Regions from separate parts of the Zea mays genome. Here region 1 is linked to region 2. A link is a contact called in public Hi-C data. All regions are on one chromosome and are shown on one strand. Each heading gives the region's core, a stretch centred on a gene start, on an enhancer-like site or on the middle of the called end of the contact. The rest is flanking DNA. Distances are from core to core; before and after follow the strand shown.

Region 1 (5,644 bases), core at 2,492-4,991, 980 kb before region 2:
GACTCCATTACTGTGGCGACACTTGAAAACAGGAGCACAACAACACAGGGCGACAAGAACCTGTGGATCTGATCTGAACCGTGTCTGGCCAGTGTCCCAGCCAGGTAGATAGAGCCACCTCATCTCTGGAACCGAAAACCTGCAGCGCCATTGCTACAGGCTCTCTTTCAGATCTACAGCCTGTGTGCGCAGCTCTCCTGGACTGGACCTCATCTCACTCACTCCAGCAGCTGGGTTCCGAGCTGAGTGAAATCTATAGCTCAAAGTCTTGAAATGAAAAACTTCCAGCCATCCTCTAGCAGGTATGAACAGAACAGCCCAGCCGGCCACAACCAAGAACACGCCACATTTCAGCAAATCAGTAACGATGAGCAAGTGCAGCAGCACAGCACTGCAACGGGGTGGGTCAGATTCAGATCAGCTCTCTGATTTATTGCGCGCAAACCTTTTATTACTGTAACATGCCAGACACATACGGACAGACAGCTTGCTTGCTTGCTCGCTCGCTTGCTTTCGTTGCTCTCTACGCTTCGCTAGAGCCATGGCCAACACAGATTCACTACCCAGCGCACGACACACTAGGAGTCCACTCGTTTTTTACAGCAGCCAAGGAGCAGCAGCCAAGGAGCGGGGGGGTGGGGCCGGCGCCTCGAGGAGGACGAAGCGAAGCGCCGGCGACGCTTCAAAATGTGGCGAGCTTCTTTCATTTGAGGTGTGGCCGCCGCCATAATCATCGGGTCACCGAGCTAGTAGCCTTCTCGCTTGGTTACGATTCCTGAGCCTCGGACCGGTCTCTACTACGTTACTGCAACAAGGTTGAGGAAACCACTAGGGTCAGCTGCTTCAGGCGAAGGAAGCATGTGGCGGTTTCGGAAACTCTAATGTAAAGATGCTCTGCTGCTAAAGGGGGAAAAAAGGTTGCGACGAGCAGTTCCAGGTTCATTCTGACTATGCAAATATCGCTTTGCTGGGCCGAAAGGTTCGCTTACTCGGGAGCTGCAGTGGTCTCGCTGAATGGTGGTGGCCTCGTGTTGGAATGGTTCTTGTAGAACCTGATGGAGATCAGACTGCTGCGCGTCCCCCTGATCGACGATTCCGGTGATCCATGGAAGCTCACCGCCGGCCCGTGTCCCGAGAAGAAACCTGCGAAATCCAGATGCTTAAGTTCTGAGCAAATGTTCTCTGATTCCGTAAACTGAACTCTTGACTACTAACATTGTTTGACTGATCACGACAGCTAGCTATACTCGCTCAATAGGCGGTAGTGCATGTTCTGAAGCTTTCGGGACAAAAAAAAATTGACAGTGTTTGCACAAGCCATAGCATGCTTACAACTCAGATCAAAGAACCGACATTACCAAAGAGTCCAACTTCCTTTGCTGAATTAGCTTTATTGTTGATCATATCTTAAACTATCTCCATGTTGAGTACGTATTATCCAAGCATATATCGACTTGTGAATCGAACCAAAAAAAAAATGGCAGTTATCAATATAGCCGACCCCAGAAAGCTTCAATTCAACCATTTGAGTTGTTGGGGGTGTGAGTCAAATCTTTTATTCAAGAGGCTTAAACTTTGGTTGTTCCATACAGACACAGCACATCAGACCACTAACAGTGAACGGGATCTATATACCTTGCCAGAGAATGACGACGCAGAAGATAACGGTGACGATCAGGGGGCACAGATTGCCACCCGAGAACCCTTGCTTGGCGTTCTTCATCTTCTTCAAGGCCTTCATCCGCTCGACCCTCGCCCGCTTCAGCACGGCAAGCTCGCTCAGCTCGTTGAGGAGCTTCTGGTCAGAGACGTCCAGCGGCGTAGGCGTCAGCGGCCTCGGCGGCCGCGGCGGCTTCTTCTTCGACCGCTTCTTCTTCGCCTTGTCCCCTCCCGAGCTGTCCAGAAGGCCCAGGCCCAGCTTCTCCTCCCCCTCGGACTTCCTGTCGTCTCCACTTCTAGCAACGGCGTCCGAAGCCGGTGAAGAGCAGTCCATGTGCTGGTTGTTCCTGTCATCCCTCGGACATCCGTTGGCGCACGCACACACGCAACCACTCTCCAGGTCGTTGCTATGGTTGATCACTGCAGTGCCGTTGCCACTCTCCAGGTCGATCAAGGTGTCCTGGTCGTTCACACACTTAGACTCCATCGGAACCACGAAATAGCTCCAGTACTTGGTCCTAACTCCTAACACATTGATAAGCAAAACCGTGGCCCTCTCTGATATGATACTGGGGGGTCACGAACCAGATTTGCCCTCTGTCGATCAGGAGAGGAGAAATCACCTCTGGAATACTAGCTACCTGCAGAGGAAAAAGTTAGGCAAAAAATTAGGTTACTCAGTCAGTCAAAAGTCTAAACCAGGACACAGGTGCAGCCACAGAAATGGATCAAACAAGAAACATTTTCAAACTTGTCTACCCGAATTGCCAAACCAACATACCGGACCGGTTCCGAGAAAGCCTAACTAACCATGACAAGAAAGCCACACATGTAACAAGAGATAGAAGAGGTGGCACAAAGCGAGAAACCGGGCTGCCTAAGTTAAATTAAGCAGGAAACGCAGGAGGGAAACACGCGAAGTTGGCAACCTTTTTATCCTGATCGAACGCCACAAGCCACGGCCGCACCCTCGTTCTCCCCTCGGTTGCTTACACTTGGCAAGGCGGCGTCTCGCTCCCCTTGTTCTCCGCTTGCTCTCTACTCATCTAGTATTTATTTATTTGTAAGCAAAAAAATGTTCAGCAAAAGCCAAGCAGCTGGCATTGTTTATTGATAAGCACTGGCAACATCTTTTCGCTTGTGGCACCACTGAAAACCCAACTAACCCATTCTCTTTTCGTTGTACGCCAAAGCTAATGAAATGGAAACAATCAAACAAACAAGAACCTCGTTTTGGCAGCCGAAGGAAGTGGTTAGGTGACCAAACAGAAGCAGAAGCGAACGAATTTTGTCGAATTTGCTGGACAGTTGGCAGCTCGAGCGGCGAGGGGGAAGATGGAAGAGGACACGCGGTGTAGAACAAGGCTAGGCAGTAGGTACGGTCTTCGCCGAGCTTATCCGGTCCCGATAATCCGACAAGGGAAGAGACAAGCGCGCAGGCGCGGAAAAGGAGAGCAGCCCGCCGACTCCCCATCCACATCCACATCCACGCGAACTTGGCGGAGGGCGGTTGGAGAGGCGGGGGAGGGGGGGACGCGGCGGAGGAGAAGCCTTGGGTGCATAGATGGATGATGATCCTAGCGGTTAAGGGGGAGAGCTCGCGGGAGCACCGGGATTCCATCAAAGCCGAAGCTTTTCGGCACACTGGCGCACCCGCCTTGGTACGTAGAACAGGAAATAAACAAAAAATCCCTCTCGAACCCGCCTAATTCCCTCAAAAATCACAAATTTTCCGCCTCGGCATGGCACATGAGCAGAGAGCGGCGGAGAAATCCGGACAGAGAGAGAGAGAGAGAGAGAGAGAGAGAGAGAGAGAGAGAGAGAGGGGGGGGAGGCCAGGAGGGTCGTGAGAGCCCACCCTGTACCTACCTACAGAGCTGCAGCGGCGAGGTCAGGTTACCACAGCTAGCCAGCGACGCCCTCCCATGGCGATGCCCGCCGAATCAAGGAACTCCCGGGGCCGCACCGCAGCCGCGAAGAGGACGGAGGGGTTGTGGTGGTGTGGTGTGGGGTCACCGTACGTCCCGGGACTGGGAGCGGTGGGACGGGTTGAGGTGGAAACGGAAGGAAGCATCCAGATTTGCCCGCCTCGGGGGTCACGCGCTATTTAATTCCGCTCCTCGCGCAGGATCCATCGCCGGCCCCGGCCGTCGTCGGCCCGGCGGAACAGTTTTTCCCCTTTTTGCTTGCTTTGCTCTGCCGGCCGTCGGATCGCCAAATGGACTACGAATAATAATAACTAGTGTTTAGCCCGCGCCTGGGCGCGCGTCATCATATATAGCTTAACGATTTTGTGAGTACCCAGATATGTAAAACAAATTTAAACATGATATGAGTATACAATATGTATGCAAGAAATCAAAATATAAGTAGATAATATTGTTTTCCCCTAATAGTTGATACCAGTTGTAGAGTGAAATTAGACTACAATATATACTAAGTAGTATTCAAGCATCATACATCAACACTTAGCAACAATGTGCTTCTAGGTGTTAAGTAAATATGTACAGATCCACAAATAGTCTAATAGTAGGTTCATATATATAGAGAGAGAGAGAGAGGGAAGTATTCATGGTCCAAAAGTGATGATGCTCTTGATAGGGTTCATATTTATAGAGAAGCATTCATTGTCCAAAAGTGATAGTGCTCTTGATAGGTGCCCAATAAGTAAATACCTGTATACAAAGGAGGAAAAAGCATTAGAGTTGTACTAATGTTGCTGCGTAAAAGGGTAAGTGGAATACATTATGTTGACTGTGTATAAATATATTTGCGATATATGAATAAGTTTTGCACATGGTGTTATACCTTCATGAAGTTGATTATGATCTAGGAGCTCTTCTCTTTGGGGTCTGTAAGATCTGGTATTCCTTTGCTACTGTGGCCATGTTTCATTCTATATAATATCATGAATGTTGTATTAGCGTGGAAAATAAGATCTAGCATTTAAAAGAATGATGTTGTTGCTACTGTTATTATGTCCAACTATTTTTTTAATACATACCTTTTCGGTGGCGACGATAACTCTTCATTGCTGAGTTCACTTATGCGCTGGGCATCACCCTGTGATTAAGTGCATAAATTTTATGAATGTACTTTCATATAACAAAGTGGAAACTCATTTTGTCCTGGTTTATTTATTCTGTGGGTATTGATTGTATTAATTTATATCTGGTATTAAAATGTAATGGATATGTAACTTTGTAAGTGTATGGAAAGTAAGTATTTAGTAGTACTAAAGGTACCTCTATGTCATGTGACATATCTGAATATATTAGAACACGTCGTGCCTGTTGAATAGACTTCATCAAGTTGTATGCATGAAAGAATGATACATTTATAATAGATTTTGCATGGCAAGAAAAATAAGAAGTTTTGTACCTCGTTTCTTTCGTTGCTACAGGTAGATAGTTTCGCCATTGATGTTGCTGGAGAGTCTTGTGTGGTTGTAAGGCTAGGTATTTCATCCTGTGTATCCAACTCTTGCTGAGGATGGCTAGGCATGTTAGATGGTATTAAGGCCTGTCTTCCATGGTTTGTTAAAATAGACAGAATAGAGAATACTCTATTTGTGACTGAGTAGGCTGACATATTGATGGTAACTGCAAGGGTAAATTTCAGACACACAATAGCGGCTAGGGCTGCTGGGGGACCCTGAGAAGTTGCAACTGCTGTAACAAGGTTGTCACAAGGTTTTCCTACTATTTTTCTGGCTATGTTATCAAAACAAAAGAACTCTGCCTCACATGTCCCATCAGTAGCAATGAAGCTGAGCTTGTATCTGTCAATTCAAATTATGAGTATTTCAAAGCAGCAATTAAGTTTGTAGTAAAGATAAGACTTTATTAAGATGGAATAAATGGTAGTAAATCAGGTGTGTGTGTTAAGATTTACCTAAAGTTAATATCTGTGCAGCCACATGATGTGCAGTGATATCCAGTTGAAGTTTGAGATGAAGATTTGTGGCACCTTGAGCAAGATGGGT
Region 2 (5,234 bases), core at 1,353-3,852:
AAGGATGGAAAGCACCGCGTGCATCCGTGCTCAGAGGTTTAGGATTTGTGAAGGCGCGCGAGGTTGGGGGGGGGGGGTGCCTGGGCTTGTCTGCAGTTTCAGAGAGTTTAGCGTGTGGTTTGTGGGCAAATGGCGCCGTTCCAACATCTGGCTGTAACTTTTGTAGAATTGTTTTATTCTGGGATTTAGAACATGGTGTAGCGGAATCATGCATGGCGTGGATCATTTTTTATGGATAGACTATATAGGAGGCATGCATGGTGTGGTGCCCATCGACGTGCTAGTGTTATAGTATTGTTGATCGGAGGACCAGACCAGTCAAGGAACGCACGGTGTCCCTCTTGATGAGAAGTGAGTTGCTTGCTCATCGTTCCTCATGCATGGTGTGCAGCAGCGTGTTTTATCGTCTATCTATGAGTAGTAGGTGGAAAGCATGTGGAACCAAACCAAGTAAGAACTTGGCTTTCTCTGCCTGATTCTGTGGTTGTGCCGACGACTAGCCGGCCAACACAGATTGGTCGAGCGGCGTAGGCACAACGGCGCTGCATCTGCCGGATTGTTCGCTTCGAATCAAAGACAGCTATTTGAACTACTGCAACTATAATCCATAAAAAAATATTATATAACCAGTAGAAACTGGTACGAATTAAAGTATGTGGAACCAAACCAAGTAAAAACTTGGCTTTCTCTGCCTGATTGGGGCGTACGGCGTAGGCACAACGGCGCTGCAACTCCGGGGTTGTTCCTTTGGTATTAAAGCCAGCTGTTTAAACTGTTGTAACTATAATTAATATAAACAAACACTGTATAAAATAGTAGAAATATGTACGAATTAAAGTCAAAGTCAGCTATTTGGACTGAAGTAGGTACAATCTATAGAGACAAACACTATAAACAGTAGAAACCAGTATAAATTAAAGTCAAACGAGTCAGCCGTAAGCGTCACCAACCCAAACTAACAAACACCATCGGGGGACCGTAACTAGCAGCGGCGTCCAGTCCGGGTGCCGTGGAAGAACCGCTGCGCGCGCCTTCCTCCTCCAATGCGATCAGATCCGTTGCTGCCAGGAAACTAGCTACACGGACCATGCGCCACCTTTTCTTTGGTTCACGTTCTGATATATATATTTTATTTCTAATACACTGCGCATATTACTTTCTGGCTTTCTGCTATATGCATCGTTCTTGGCTTTTGGATTTTTGGCCTAAATCTAAAGATCGATTTTTATCAAGATTAAACAAAAAATGGTACTGTATTCAACAAAGCCAAATCTAACAACCTTTTCAAGGCGGTTCTAAGAGCAACGTGGTGGACAGGGATGAAAACTGTATCCGAACTGTTAGGACAAATTATACATTCTTTTCTTATACTATCAAGCACAGTGTTATAAATAAGAATAAAATTTCACATAACTTTTTTATGTATTATTTGCTCCTTATTACAGCAAAAAGGCGAAAAAATATCTATATACATATCCGAATTTTATATCTACTATTTAAGAAGATATATGATAAATTTTAGATCTATCTTTTGTGAATCTTTATAAACTTAATGTTAAAAACTAGAGCATGAATTTGCATGGCTGATTCTATATCATAATTATTCACAATCAAAGACAAAAAGACAAAAAAAAAACAGATACCCGAATAAGTGTATCTTTCCATCCTAGTGTTGGATTTGTGTCTATGGTAACTACTATGTAAAGAAGATGAAAGATCGAACATAAAGAAACAATTGCTAGATCTTAGAAATGTCGGTATGTAGGTCCTTACTAAGTTGAGATTGAAGTTTCGGACAGGATTGAAGCTTAGGCTCTTTTTGAGTGCGATATAACTAATATTTAGTGGTTAAAATTAGCTAGAGATATTTAAACAGACTAGCTAGTAGTTCAGTTGTTAACTGTTCTTAGATGGAGACGTGCAAGCATCCTAATAGTTTAACTACCTATTGGGTGCACCCTCAACTATATATTAGTTTGTTCAACCTAGCTAAAATTAGCTAATTTCACTAGCAATTTTTGAAGCAGGTAACTATTATTCCCAGACATGCCTTAGTATTAATTGGTTATTATATTTTTTTACTCTTTATTTGAATCTTGTTGTGGTTTGTTTTCTGTTTATCTTTTTCTAGAGAGAGAAGGCGCAGGGCGCTCCACGTCTCACAGTTGATCGTGCCATCGTGGACGGTGCGCACTAATAAAACCGTCCCCAAAATGCCCCTGGAAAGCTTGGACCCGCCGCAAAACCAGCTCGTCTCGACTCGAGGAAACAAAGCAAGGCCAAGCTACGAGCGGCTGCCCTCTCACGCTGCCTGGCCCTGAGCGATCCGTCGACCCCGCTCTCCCCTCCCCTCCCCTCCCCTCCCCGCGCCCGGCCCACCAGCACCAGCCTTGGCGAGGCGGCACGGGAGCAGAGTCCAGGTCCATGCACCTGGTCTAGGAAGATCCGGTGGAGCCACCAACCATTCCTGCCAGAAGTCCTAGCGCCACCAGTTTATATACCCGCCCAGCGAGTACCCGCACCCAGACCACTCCACGCAGCAGCGCACGCAGAGCCCCTGCCCCCACAGCCTATCTATCCCCTTCCCCTCGTCGATTTATTATTCTCATGGCCACCACCGCCGCCGCCGCCATTCGCAGCCCTACCCGCGCCGCCGCACCAGGACCCGCCGCGCCGGCCCAGCAGCGCGCGGTTTTGCGGGTGGCGTCGTCCAGGACCTCCTCCGCCCGCCCCCGAAGGGCCGCCGCCGCCGTGGCCGCGGCCGCAATGCAGCCGGCCAAGGCGGTCGCCGCGGAGGCGGCCTCCCCCGCCGCGGTGGAGATGGGGAACGGCGCCGCGGCGCCGGGGCTGCAGAGGCCCGACGCCATGGGCAGGTTCGGGAGGTTCGGCGGCAAGTACGTCCCCGAGACGCTCATGCACGCGCTCACCGAGCTCGAGAGCGCCTTCCACGCGCTCGCCACCGACGACGAGTTCCAGGTAGCGCTACCGCTACCGCTGCCTCTCCTATGTGGCTATGTCCCATGTCTCCGGCTTATAGTTGACTCAGTATTAGCGGGGATTTGGATGCCTAGTTTTTTTTTGTACAGATGCCTACTTTTCGTAGGTACGAGATGTCACATCTTATGGGCTAGGTTGTTGATTCCGTTCTTGTGTTCCCTTCCCTGAGTAGTCTGCCTCACTTTTCTGTAGTCTAGGACAGGACAGGAAGCTTGACACAAAAATGATGCCGTGATCCTTGTTGGATCACGAGGAAGAATTATGATCAACATGCGGTGATCCCTGAATATGAATCACGAGAAATGTTTACATCCTTGCACTTATGTCTGACATGCTTTTTTTTCACAGAAAGAACTGGACGGTATTCTCAAGGACTACGTTGGACGTGAGAGCCCCCTATACTTCGCGGAGCGCCTAACGGAGCACTACAAGCGCGCCGATGGCACAGGCCCGCTCATCTACCTCAAGAGGGAGGACCTTAACCACACGGGTGCCCACAAGATCAACAATGCCGTGGCGCAGGCCTTGCTTGCCAAGCGACTTGGGAAGCAGCGCATCATTGCCGAGACAGGGGCTGGTCAGCACGGCGTCGCCACCGCCACCGTGTGCGCCCGTTTCGGGCTGCAGTGCATCATCTACATGGGCGCACAGGATATGGAGAGGCAGGCGCTCAATGTTTTCCGGATGAGGCTTCTTGGTGCAGAGGTACAGCGGAGGCATCTGTTTGTTAGATTGAGTCTGTATCTGCACTTGTTCTTCAGGGAAGGAAAAAAAAAGAATTTGTTATACTTCCCTTAATGTTTTTCTTATGGTATATTGTTTCCTTTTTGCTGGAACAGGTCAGGGCGGTACATTCTGGGACAGCAACCCTGAAGGATGCAACTTCAGAGGCTATCCGTGACTGGGTCACAAATGTGGAGACCACACACTATATCTTGGGCTCTGTTGCCGGTCCGCACCCGTACCCGATGATGGTGAGGGAGTTCCATAAGGTTATTGGCAAGGAAACCCGGAGGCAGGCCATGGACAAGTGGGGTGGCAAGCCGGACGTATTGGTTGCCTGCGTCGGCGGCGGATCAAACGCCATGGGCTTATTCCATGAGTTTGTTGAGGATCAAGATGTGAGGCTGGTTGGAGTGGAGGCAGCTGGCCATGGCGTAGACACCGACAAGCATGCGGCGACTTTGACAAAGGGCCAAGTCGGAGTTCTCCATGGATCCATGAGCTATTTGCTGCAGGATGATGACGGACAAGTTATCGAACCCCACTCCATCAGTGCTGGGTGAGTTTTCTTTCTGTTTACGCTCCACAAGACTATATTTGTTGTGTACTATGTGAGCTAACTAATTGTCCATTATTTTTTTGAATCATAGGCTCGATTACCCTGGCGTTGGACCCGAGCACAGTTTCTTGAAGGACATTGGACGTGCCGAATACGATAGTGTGACTGACCAGGAGGCACTGGATGGTATGTCTCGCTCTCTTTCCATTGTCTGTTATTGGTTGAACTATTTTTCTTTTTGACGAAGTTGATTTCCAATGAACCTACAAAATGCTGTTAGTGTTGGTATCAGCTTTCAACATCTTGACTTATCTTTAAATGACTGGGTGTTATATATATTCAGTTGATGTAGCTGTTCAGGATATTGTGATGCCAATAATGTAGTCCTAGCCTCCTAGATTTTCCTCGGTAGATAAGCCAAATGTTTAAGATATGCCTTATTCCTGAGCTAATGCTGGCATGCGAATTTTTTTTAATAACCAAACACAATGTTGAAGTCTTGAAACAGTATTATGCTTAGATGTGACAGTAGATACATTGTTGACTGTTCAGCATCCATAAGGCCCATATGATTTTTTTTGTTTCTGAACATTTGAGAAACTGTCTCAACAGCTGCTGATCCAGTAGTTTTATTCACTCTGTTTATGTCCTGAATGCTACTATGTTGAACATGTATATCATGACATGCAGCTTTCAAGCGCGTGTCTCGGTTGGAGGGCATCATCCCTGCCCTGGAGACCTCCCACGCGCTGGCCTACCTTGAGAAGCTCTGCCCGACACTGGCGGACGGCGTGAGGGTGGTGGTGAACTGCAGCGGGCGAGGAGACAAGGACGTGCACACCGCCAGCAAGTACCTGGACGTCTAAAACACCAGCGAGGAGGCTGGTTTCCATGTCAAGTTTTGGAGGGTTCAGCAGTAATTAATTTAGCGCTGTTCTTTTTGGATAAAAGCACA

Evidence for each region. Hi-C and Micro-C count contacts between places; a contact is called where the count stands out from the background.
Region 1: a contact with region 2 is called in a Hi-C map of tassel, with 2.2 times the contacts expected there. The contact joins the promoter of LOC100276554 here to the promoter of LOC732803 in region 2. A contact is called at or near these places in 2 of 25 Hi-C or Micro-C datasets (ear and tassel).

Annotation. Positions count from the first base shown.
Region 1 is chr10:86,881,253-86,886,896 of Zm-B73-REFERENCE-NAM-5.0, reverse strand. It overlaps LOC100276554, which reads right to left and starts at 3,741. Exons shown (of 4, transcript NM_001150315.3): 1 at 3,529-3,741; 2 at 1,636-2,300; 3 at 990-1,143; 4 at 407-805. The coding sequence starts at 2,146. The coding sequence ends at 739. LOC103641341 (a long non-coding RNA gene) reads right to left here. Exons shown (of 4, transcript XR_560258.2): 3 at 5,554-5,644; 4 at 5,403-5,440.
Region 2 is chr10:85,897,834-85,903,067 of Zm-B73-REFERENCE-NAM-5.0, reverse strand. LOC732803 (orange pericarp 2) reads left to right here and starts at 2,602. Exons shown (of 5, transcript NM_001397132.1): 1 at 2,602-2,976; 2 at 3,346-3,702; 3 at 3,837-4,279; 4 at 4,371-4,465; 5 at 4,970-5,234. The coding sequence starts at 2,608. The coding sequence ends at 5,145. LOC103641333 (zinc finger CCCH domain-containing protein 55) reads left to right here. Exons shown (of 5, transcript XM_023301210.2): 5 at 1-377.